Regions from separate parts of the Gossypium hirsutum genome. Here region 1 is linked to region 2. A link is a contact called in public Hi-C data. All regions are on one chromosome and are shown on one strand. Each heading gives the region's core, a stretch centred on a gene start, on an enhancer-like site or on the middle of the called end of the contact. The rest is flanking DNA. Distances are from core to core; before and after follow the strand shown.

Evidence for each region. A called contact is a pair of places that touch in the nucleus more often than the background predicts.
Region 1: a contact with region 2 is called in a Hi-C map of hypocotyl, with 4 times the contacts expected there. The contact joins two enhancer-like sites. A contact is called at or near these places in 2 of 34 Hi-C or Micro-C datasets (hypocotyl and leaf).

Annotation. Positions count from the first base shown.
Region 1 is chrA12:45,195,215-45,201,126 of Gossypium_hirsutum_v2.1, reverse strand. No RefSeq gene overlaps it. Among protein-coding and RNA genes, the nearest start is that of LOC121212042, 85 kb to the left of the region's middle. Within about 2 kb of position 2,671, at least 1 of the 9 cell types and tissues checked has an H3K27ac peak or open chromatin away from gene starts, as enhancers often do. A contact at or near this core is called in hypocotyl, where this site is marked.
Region 2 is chrA12:44,395,192-44,400,841 of Gossypium_hirsutum_v2.1, reverse strand. It overlaps the pseudogene LOC107924374. Among protein-coding and RNA genes, the nearest start is that of LOC121211384, 32 kb to the left of the region's middle. Within about 2 kb of position 3,626, at least 8 of the 9 cell types and tissues checked have an H3K27ac peak or open chromatin away from gene starts, as enhancers often do. A contact at or near this core is called in hypocotyl, where this site is marked.

The DNA of each region.
Region 1 (5,912 bases), core at 1,422-3,921, 800 kb before region 2:
AAAATGTCTATTGTGTTGTCATTCAACACCTTCTTAATAATCTCCTTGGCATCTTTCTCCTTTGACTAGCATATATCATATCTAAAACTAAGTCTTTGATCCCTAGCTCCCTCTTTCGGCTTACGACCAATGGTGTTAAGACAACTTGCATTGTGATCCAAGCTTAACTGATGAATGACTTTTGTTTCGATGAAAGGAAAATTTGCCACCTCATCAACCGATATCATAAAATGATCGAGTCTCTCTTTAACCATGGCATTCCCTTCACGGTTGTTGACCCAAGTATACTAGCCCTTATCCGTCTTTAAGTTAACTAAAGAGAGCTCCTCAACAACCTCACGAAACTCATCCAACAAAGCTCTAGGTTTCCTACGTCCGTTCTCTTTTTCCAAGCCGTTTAGAATTGCATCGGAGTCTCCTCCTATAATCCAAGTTTCCTTGACAGTGCTTCTCACCCTTTTCAACATGTCTCACGAGCTTCTTCTATTGTTAGGGTCGACATTTCAGTAAAACCCCGTGAATCTAATGAAATCTTCGTTATCCATATGAATCAAATAATCAATATGATTTTTAGAATAATCTTTTATTTTAACCTTTGTGCCCTCCTTCTACATCATTGCAAGACCACCACTTTTTCCTATAACATTGACAACCATACATTCATCCATCATGTATTTGTTACAAATACGAGAAAACTTGTTATTTTGAACTTTAGTTTCGCATAGAAATATAACATCGGGATAATTTGCAATGAGAAGTTGTTTCAACTCTTGAACTGTCGCAGGGTTTCTAATCCCACAATAGTTCCAACATAAGAGCTTCATTTCTCTTGGCGGGGCTAGACACCAGCCGCCACCTTGCAAGGTGAGGTACCATCCATTAGTTTTCTGCGCACTAGGCAAATTGGGTTATCTTCAACGATGTCCCCATTTCCACCTCTTGATTTTTTTCCTTTTTGTTCAGTTCCTTCCTCCCCCATCACGTGTCTCCCGAGCTTGCCGTTTTTCAGTAAGAGGGCTTGACCCAGATTCTTCATCTCCCACTTTATTTTTTCTTTTTCAAATTCTCTCACCACTTCATTTGCTTCTTCTATTTTTTCTTTTTTATTTGCTTGTGTCTTACTATTACTTCCTTCCCCTCTTTTTAAGAACTCTACACCATTTCTCCAATTTCCTTTTCCTTGGGTTGTATTTCGCATTTGCACCCTTAACCAGTTTCTATATATATTGGGGTTCAGCTTTATCGAGTTTCTTTTGGCCTCTTTCTGCTATACATTTTTTTGTTTTATGCCCTATAATACCACATTTGTAGCAAAAAGCCTGGAGTCGTTCATATTTTATGGCACAAATAATTTCATCATTATGGCACAAACAATTTCATCATTCTTTTTTCCCACATAATAGACCACTCTTCTTAGAAGCATCAGTATATCTATTTTTACCTTAACTCGTATGTACTCTATCTACCCCCATCCATATCCCTCCAATCAATTGCTGTCACCTCACCAATTGCTTCTCCCACTTCTAACATTGTTTGTCTGTTCATTTGATTGAATGGTATGTTGTATATTCTCACCCAGAAGGGTGAGAGGTTGAAAGTATACTCTTCTATCTCCTTATCCTTCACATACAAAATTAGTGAAAACATATTTTGATCGAAAAGCCATGGAGCAAGGTTTAATATTCTTGTTCTATTATCCATATCCCCGAATTTAACCAAAATGACTTTTTCCTTTAGTTTCACAAAATTCACCTCTTCTTTTGTATACCACACAGACCGTAAAACCCTATACATTGCTTCTTTATTGATTTTTTCGTTCGTCATAACTTGCTAATCACCCATGCCTCGTGGCCCTTTGAAGTAAGTGAGAATCTGCTAGAACTAAACACCCTCTTTGATTCTTCTTCAGAGACAGACAACTTTATAAAAAGATCTTTCAATTCTTCCTCCATTGCTCAATCTGGGAAGAACCACAAAACACTGTTAAACCTCAATACACTCTCCCGAAACCACCTACGTGATACCTGAGCAAACCCCAGAAGGGGCTACCTACCGATCCTACACCTGCACAATAGAGAAACAGAGAGAAACACACATAGATCCAAATAAAAATAACCAATCGATAGGAAAGCAGAAAGAAAACAAGAAACTAGTACCACAGAGGCCAAGAAAATCTAACGAACATGAAAACTCACCAAATAAAAACCCCAAAGGAAAAATGAGTCACTAACAAAGAGAAAGAAGCACAGGCACCACAACGAAAAAACGATATGGAAAACAAGATAACAACCAACTTTTAAGGAACCTAACTCCTATAAACAATAGAAAAACACTAAAACCTAAAACGACCAAAATAAAGAGATAACAGAACACAAAAACTCAACACCAAATATAACACTAACCGGACTTGTCAAAAAGCCAATTTATTATTAACGTGAAAAAGTCAAAGAAAAGATTTACCATAAATGTTGTATCATGCATAGCCATACTAGATTTTGCATGAAAGAGGTACAAAAGCATGCATTCTATGATAAAAAAAAATTAAATGAAAGGACTAAAAAAATGCAAAAAGAGTGACACAACCAAGAATCGATGACCTTTCCCATCTAGCAGGGCCTAATTTAGTCTAGAAAGTTTATGACCACCCACATAAGCACCATCTGTACTCCTTGGAGGGCATTCCACTGATTCAACACAACCCCACCTCAGGTAGAGATAACAATCATTACACAACCATCCGATTATTCTTTTAGAAAGAATAAAGATGGACACAGCAAAAAACCAAGAACGAAAAACCTCACAATCTTAATATTTATAATAATATAATTTACTTTGTAATAAGAAGGTCTTTTTAGTTATTTTGTATCTGAGACTATATTATGTTTGATAAATTGAAAAAAATAAGTGTTGAATTGAAGTAGTAAAATTTGTTTAGTGTATTGTTTAAAATTAAATGATAATTATAATTATATTGTTTGATAAATGATAATATAATCTTAATTGAAATAGGATTAAATAAAATAAAAACAATAAATTTTATTCTTTATTGAGTGATAATTAGATTCCTATGTACTTTAAACATATAATATCTTTATCTTTAAGTAAACATATAATATCAGTTAGTGAAACTAACAATTAAGTTTTAATTCAGTTTAATAAATATTATTTGAGGTGTTTTACATATAATTTAAAAATATATATATACATACATAGAATTCAACCTAATATTTCAATTTTTTCTTTATCTCATTTTTATAATTTCAACTAAAGCTATTTTTTAACCTTTTTTAATCAAATCTAAAAAAAAACATATTTTTATTTTTTTTGTAATTAAAATTTTTGAATATTTAGAATTAAAATTAAAATGATAAAATGAGTAAATATTAAAAGTTAAATTTATTCAAATTGTTAAAGATTAAATTGAAAAAATATTTTTAAATATTATAGGTTAAATTTATTATTATGTCAATGAAAAAATTATAACGTCAATATTCCGTTAGAGATTTAAGAATACAGTTGTAACACCCCAAATAATTTATTTTTGCTTCTGTAAAATTTGATATAATTGTGTATCTGCTTTAGTGGTTAAGTATTTTGGGGTGTGTGTGAGAGGTATTAAGTTCAAGTTTTATCTTTAACAATTTTTGTTATTTTTACATCTAAGCCCTATCTTTGTTCAATGAGCTAATATTTAATTGTCTGTAATTTTATATCAAAATGAGCTTGTTGGTTTAAGTGATAAGGGAATTGGTGTGTTGGAGGTCTTGTGTTTGAATCTCTGTGCAAGCGTGGGTATTGTTTTTGCTTTGCTATCTGTAGCGTTTCGATGGAATTGGGTTTCTGAGGAAGTGGTTGTCAGTGGGATAGTGGAGAAGAATTTGGGGGATTCCTGATAACTTATCTGATATATTTTATTTTTATCTTTTTTTCCAAAATTTTCTCTTTTTCAGAAATTCCCAAGAGTTTGACGTTATTCCTTTTCTTTTTTTGCTCTCTACCATTTTTTCCCTTTCTCCTTCTTGCCGTCGTTTTTATTCCTGTTATCTTTTTGCTGCCAAATTTTTGTATTCCGTTATTTCGGTGCTCTTCATGCGTTACTGGTAAGTTTGGTAGGTACATTTATGTGTTGGTTATATAGATCATTGGTTAATGAGATTCGTTCGGTGTATACGAGGAGATCAAGGGGCTGGGACTTTTCAGTCAGTGGGCTAATTGTGCGAAATCTTCGTTATTCAATTGAAGGTAAGGGTGTTAGTGGAATTAAAGGGTTGTTTATCTCATTGTAGTTAAGATCGGTGTCGATTTAAGTGGCTAATTTGGTGTTTTGTTGGACAATTTTAAGTGTTGAGTGTCTCAGAGGTGTTGTTGCATCGAAACCATACTAGATGTGTTCCCAAAATGCAAAAATTTGAGTTTTGGTGAAAGCCGAAAAACTGCATTGTCGACGCCACATAGGCGTGTAGTCGCCCATGTCGCATGTGGCCGTGTGGTGGACAAAGGCAAGGTCGTGCGCAGCACACAACTGTGTGGTAGCTAGAGTGTGGCTGTGTGGGCCACACAGGCATGGCCAAATTGGGTGTGTGGGCCCACACGGGCATGTCACATGGGCGTGTGAACTTTGGGCTAGGCTGTATGGGCCACACAGGTAAAGGCCAATATGGGCGTGTGGGCCCATATTTTTGAAATTTTTTCTAGGGTCGCACGAGTCGCTCTGATCGACTGTGGGTCTATTGTAGGGTCTGTAAGGGCTATTTAAACCCTATTTTGAATGATATGATACTCTAATAGACTGATTTGAGTAGGATACTAAATGTATGCTTGACTATACTACCATATGTATATCTGTTATTTGTTTAAAAGCATGTTGAGCATGTTTAATTTGATAATTCTGTATCTGATTTGGGGTGGGATTTATATTTGAGGAGGAAGTATTCTGATCAGCGTTAATTGGTTATACTCTGGCAGCATGGCTGCATATGTTCTGATACGTGTCTTAATGACACAAGTTGGTGTGTAGGGATGAGTGGGTGTTTTTAACCCCACATGGTGTGATGGGATGGTCGGAGATGGTGTGTAGAGGATGGGGGTAGGATTTATGCATGTCTAATTCTGAATCTGAAACTGTATCTGCATTTGACTGTGTTTATAAATCTGTTCGTTTTCATGCTTAATTCTATTGGGTTACACACTGAGTTTACGTAAACTCACTTCTGTTTGTCTGTTTTGTCAGGTAATCCACAAACTTAGGTGGATCGGTACGACGGAGTCTCACAGTGACCACAAGTTTGTGAATTGACTTTAAATAATGTTTTATTTAATTTCAGATTATTTCTGGGAGTTTTGTAATTGTTAAACTCTCTGGACTGTTTAAATTTTTTATTTGGTTTTGGATATGTTTTAACTTTTATAACGACGTTTGACTAAAGTTACAATTTTTACAAAATCAAAAGTTTTTTTGAAAGTACAAACTGGATTTTTTTCAAAATATAACGGTTTTAAAACCCCCGCTGCAAATATTGTTTTTGATAAAATGAATTAATTAAATAACGTTAATAGTGATAGTTATAAAAGTTGGATGATTATTTATCGAAACAACACTGTTTCCAAACCTCAAACCTTGTGACATCACCGGGTTCGGCCATAACGTCTAGGCCGGGTTTGGGGTGTTATAACAGTGACTAAAATTTAAATTTTTCCTAGGTAAAATTATCATGGAGGTTTGCATTTTAGCCTCTATACTAAAAAAAGGGCAAACTAGTCACTGTACATTAGATAAAAGAGTAAACTGGTCCTTTTATTAAAAATTTAATCAATTTCTACTATTAATAACTAGCCCCTGTATGTTAGAATGAGGTACACGTGGCACTCCAAGCGTCAGTGTTTGGTTATTTTACTAACCACACCAATTTTTA
Region 2 (5,650 bases), core at 2,377-4,876:
CTTAGTAACCTATATCATTTATTTTATTCTTTTTTTATTATATGTTCAAAGGATAAAGGAAATACAATTTTTTAAATCATTAAGATATCTAGTATTGTCACAATCGGATTATGCCGGTGAGTTGAATTAATTGAATCAAGAACTGGTGGTCTAATCAGTTTAATAGGTAATATATAATTAGAAATAAAGCAAACCACTGTGAAATGGTAAAAAATTGAAAACCAAGAAAAAAAGCAGACGATTCAATGGATTATAATTTTTAAAATTTTATTTGATTATTGTTAAATTGATGATTTGATGATTCAACCACTAACATAATTCTTAAAGGTATCTTATATAAACTCAACATGTGACACTTTCTAATGTGTTTTTTTTAAAATTTTTCTTTTGTATTATGAAATAATTTTATGTGTATTTTAATTATTTTAGTTAGACTAAAGGTTTTTCAACATTAAAATTATAATTCATATTAAAATTTTACATTTGCAGGGTATTTAAAAATTAATTTATATAGCTTTTGCAATATAAAATTATATCTAATATTTTCATATTAAGTTGTTTATTGTTGGATAATCCAAATTTAAATAGCAAAAAGAAATCATCTTGTTCAAAATTTAATATAACATGTAAGGTCCTTGAAATATTGTTCTTAATATTAAAAAAAAGAGAGTATTTTTACATTAAAATATATTTTCTAAAATTAAATAAAATAAACTTTATAAGTTTTTTTTCCTAACAATTTATTTACTTTAAATTTTTATATATACCCTTTAATTCCCTTATTTATACTTTTGATTTCCTCCATGTGTATGTATGAATAGGGAAATGATCTTTATACACTATTATATTTTTAAATTAGTTTTTATACACTTTCTTAACTATTTTTTTTGTATAATTAATATTTTAACAATAAATAAATTGAATTTATCAATATAATTGTAATATCATGCCTATACATTTTCAAATCAATCTAATATATTTATTATATCAGTCTATAATAAGTAGACAAAAACTACCAACGATGGTAATGATTGAATTAAGAATTTTAAATTAAAAGAGTAGGAGGATTAAATTTTAAACTTTTAAAATACAGGGACTAAATCTCAAATTCTATACATTTTAACTTTATCATCATGCCGGAACTTTGCAACATATATCAAACACTTGATCTAAAGGTGCATGATCGCCGGTTCCTTCATCTTTATGAGCATATTAACAGTTGTTACCTTTGAACACAAACATCCCTCCTTGATAGTATCAAAGAGGAAAACTTATATTATAACAGTGAATTTAGGGTTATACAAGCTAAAATGAAATTAGGCTTACCTGTTGCAGTACACTACTTGTTTCGTCAGGGGTGGCCTCAATTGTGTAGTTTTTTTACAGCTTCTTGCAGGGACTCAAATCTTGAAAACACTTTAGTCTGCACGACCTAGACAGTGTATGATTGACAAGCATGTGTTTGTTTTATTTTTACACTCCATCAATGTAATAGATGTTTGTGTCCAAAATTACTGAAATCTGAAAAATCGAGAACAAAATACTGCAGAGAATGGAAAAGAGATGTACACTTGCTGGGTTGAAAAATGTACGACCAAAGCCATAATATAGGCCCAAAATATCATATGCCTGAAAAGGAGAATGTTAAAAAAACCAATTAAAGGGAAAATATGGATCCATTAACACACTGATATTACCTCTCGGTTTGGATCAGCGTAAAGGCAATCCATTGGAAATGGTAGCTGAATCAATTTCAGTGAGCCAACTTATGAAATTTGTTAACAACAATAATTATAATAATAATAATAAATTTGGTATCAATGGTACCCGTTCTGCAAGCAAACGTGCTTTGTTAGGTGTACCAACGCCGATTGCAATCAGTTTAACTCCAGCTGATTCAAATCTTGCTTTTGCTTCTTTCAATTCTAAACCAAGTTCCCAGCTAATAATGAATCAAAGAACATAACTTGTTTAGCAATGAATCATATAAATTTACACATACAATAAATAAATAAATAAATAAACGCCCAGTCAAGTGAGGACCAACAAGGGCATCCGAAATGGCGTAGATGTGCAACAACTGCAATTCCCTGTTGGGGGTAAAGAGAATAAATTAATAAAAGGCAAAGATCGGAGCAAGTTTTTAGCAATAAGAAAGGAGTAAAATTTACTTGGTTTTGGTCCCTAAGGTCTTTGAGAAAGACAGGCTGATCAGCAGCAGTGAAAATGGTAACATCCCCAAGGACGTCACCTATATCTGCACTGAATTCAGAGGTAGAGGCTTTTCCCACGACCCCAGAGTTGTTGGTGCCATTATTGCATGTGAAAAGCTTGGCTGGTTTTAGTTTTATAGGAGAAGAAATGGGGAATTTTAATGAAGGAATTTGAGATCCAAATTTAAGAGAATTAATTGAAGAAAAATATAGAGGTCGCACCGATTGCAGGTTTTGTGAAGGTAAGGTGGTCATTGTAGGGATACAGAGGGTGGGAAACTGAAAACTTTCCAAGAAACAAAAAATGGTCGATTTATTTTGACCCCAATTTTATTTGATGAAATTTGTGGAGGGAGGAATTTCTTGTTGCTGGATTGGTGGTTGAGAGATCATCAACGTTTCTATTGTGTGGGCTGCTTATTTGGATTAGGTTTTCAATTGGCTGGGATCTAGCCCACTAAATCACTTCTTTTTTTCAAGTCCAATATTATTTCCTTTCTAAGAGTTTTTACCATCTTTTCGTGGCAGTATTGCCATTAGACTGCTCAATGATTCCATAATTAGATAACTGATTAGCCATTGACTACCACCAACTTAAACCTCCTCCTAAGTTTTAAATTGGTAACTAAATTTTTTTGGGTCAATTAAATATTTGAATTTAATTTTTTAGTTTAAATTGGTACTTAAATTTAATTTTTTTTTCAAATTAATATTTACAATGAATGACTTATTTAAACCAATTTGAATTATGAAGCTAAGTTCAAGTACCTAATTGGACACACAAAAAAAAAAAAGCTTAAATAACTAAACTAAGTTCGACATCCTTTTCTTTTATCGGTAGTTCCACCAATTGATATGTTTCTACAAATAAATTGAAATTTAATTTCTTTCATTGGATATTCAATTTTTCGAAACTTATAAAGTTCTTCCGTTAAGCCTCGATCCATGAGCGCACAAAATCTTTCAAATTGCATCTGATTCGGCTTAAGTATTATAAACATTTTTCCATTTTCATCCCCAAACATTTTAAATTTCCCATTTCTCAAAATAATCCTACTCTTTTTTCATTATTTATCAAATGACATAAATTAATTCAATAATGATACAACTAAATGAAATTTTGTCTAATTTCATATAGGATACGAAAAAAATTATACTCAAATTTGAATTTATATTTACAATAAACAGAATTTATAAATGAGATTTAGCCGCATAGACTTTTGAATAGAATAAACCTCTACCATTATTATTATGATATTACATATTCCAATAACCAATAAAGCATTGCTCTCGATTTTGACATATCAAACATATAAATCAAATAGCCAGTGGGCCTTGAAGAGTATTGCTAGGCTTCCATCATAGTAACCACTTCTAATCAAACATCTAATCAAATTGGTGCCCTCTAACTAAGCTGAAACTGGGCTGATTGAAAGCAACGCATGTCCATAAAAGGGTGAATATCATCTTCAGTACCTTGCACCCCCTCAAATTGCACACTTATTGGTGGCAGATCATGAAGCAATCTTTAGCTAAAAAACAAACCTTGCTAGGTAAAATTAATCTCCAAAGGGTTATTCGGCGTTCTGATACACAACTTGTCTCTCTCTTAGCTATGTAGTCCCTCAGTCTCAACCTCTTTAGCATGCACTAATCTGTAAGCAGATTTTACTACGAAAATATTGTAGTATGAAAAGGTTCGCATTTTGTCCGACTGAAGTTGGGATTGAATTTGAATTTTATATTTATTTTTAGATTTTTGTTTAATAGTTTATTAATTTATCATATTTATAGCTTTTTTTATTAATTAAAAAAGAAAATAGAATGTTAAAAACATGAAAAGTTTAAAAAATTGAATTCTTGTTTTTATATATACTAGGTTTAATTTCAGGGGCTACACATGTAATATTATTAAATTATAATGTAGTAATACAATTCAATTACTTTTTAAAATATAATTAAAATAATTTTCATAATGTACCAATATGAAATCATAAATTTAAATTCAAAATATCAATGAAAGATAGCATAAATTTTGAATCTTAACATCAATGAAAAATCAAAATCAAAATAAATAATATTTTTCTATTTTAATATATTGATATGTAATTGTACGTGAATTATTTAAAATGTGAATATTACAATATTTTATTAAAATTTATGTATTTACCCTTGTGTATTAGCTAAAATTTCTTTTTCAATCAGGTATTGAAAATGTTAAAATGTCAAATTAGTCCTCCGAAAATAATTTTAAAAAAATCAATTAAGCTCCTCGTAAAAAAAGTGTACCTAATTAAGCTATTTGAGTTCATTTTTCCGCCAAAACTCTTGACGGATCGTTAAGTATTGACGCGGTATCCTACGTATAAAGAGTATTGATACTTATTTGTCAAAGAATGACACTTTTAAAGGTATCAATAAATATGTATTGTTTTCAAAATTCCAAATTGGCAAAACGCCAAAACGAATTCAATAAGTATTGATACCTATTTCTAAAGTTTTGAAAAAAATATATTTTGGTCCTTAATCATGCTCGAATCTATTCTATTGTATCTAAAAGCTCGATTTAGTTCTAGTTATATTCATAAATACTAATGTGCATGTGATTGTAATGGTTTAATGTTTTTATTTTTAAATCTAATTGAATGATATAATTTGTGTGTGATTGTTCTGGTGATTGTGGTAGCATTCTGTAGTTCGGGTTCGGCGACTGGATCGGGTTAGGGGTGTTACATAAGTCCTTGAAGAATTTCCTTGAATAAATATGATATTTATCTCTAAAAAGTAGTACTTCAATCACCAAAAGATAATAAGACTTTCATGTTTATCAAGCTTGTAACGACCCGAAAGTCAGTGGTGTCAAAAAGTGCAGTTTTAGAACCTCGTTTATGCAAATCAGACTCGCAAATATTGTTATTAAATATTTACGGAGTTACGTTAGAAGTGAATTGAATTTCAGACAAGTAATTTGGTCAAAATAGTGATTAATAAGGGTATAGGGACTAAATTGTAAAAGTGTCATATTACTATATATTTATAATAATTAGAAGTGAATTAAGGAATAAAATGATCATTATACCCACTTATAGGTTAGTGGACAGTAGCTTGGTTTATATTTATAAGAGAAATGTTATAAAATTTTAATAAAATAATAACAATTAATAAAATAAAAATAAAACACTTAATGGAAGAGAAAGCCAATGTTCTTTTCTTTTTTTTTTTCAACACTGAAATATAAAAGGACGAAGGAAGAACCCACGGCCTTAGGGTTCTCAAGTTTCAAGCTTAATTTGATTAGTTCAATTTAGTTATTTTTATTGTAATTTTTATGTTTCCTGTATCTCGATAGCTTAAGCTAGCTAATTCATAACTTATTTTTTTGGTGCTGTTAAAGATTGAGAATGTTTCCATGGATGACTAGTTGAAGCTTTATGTGT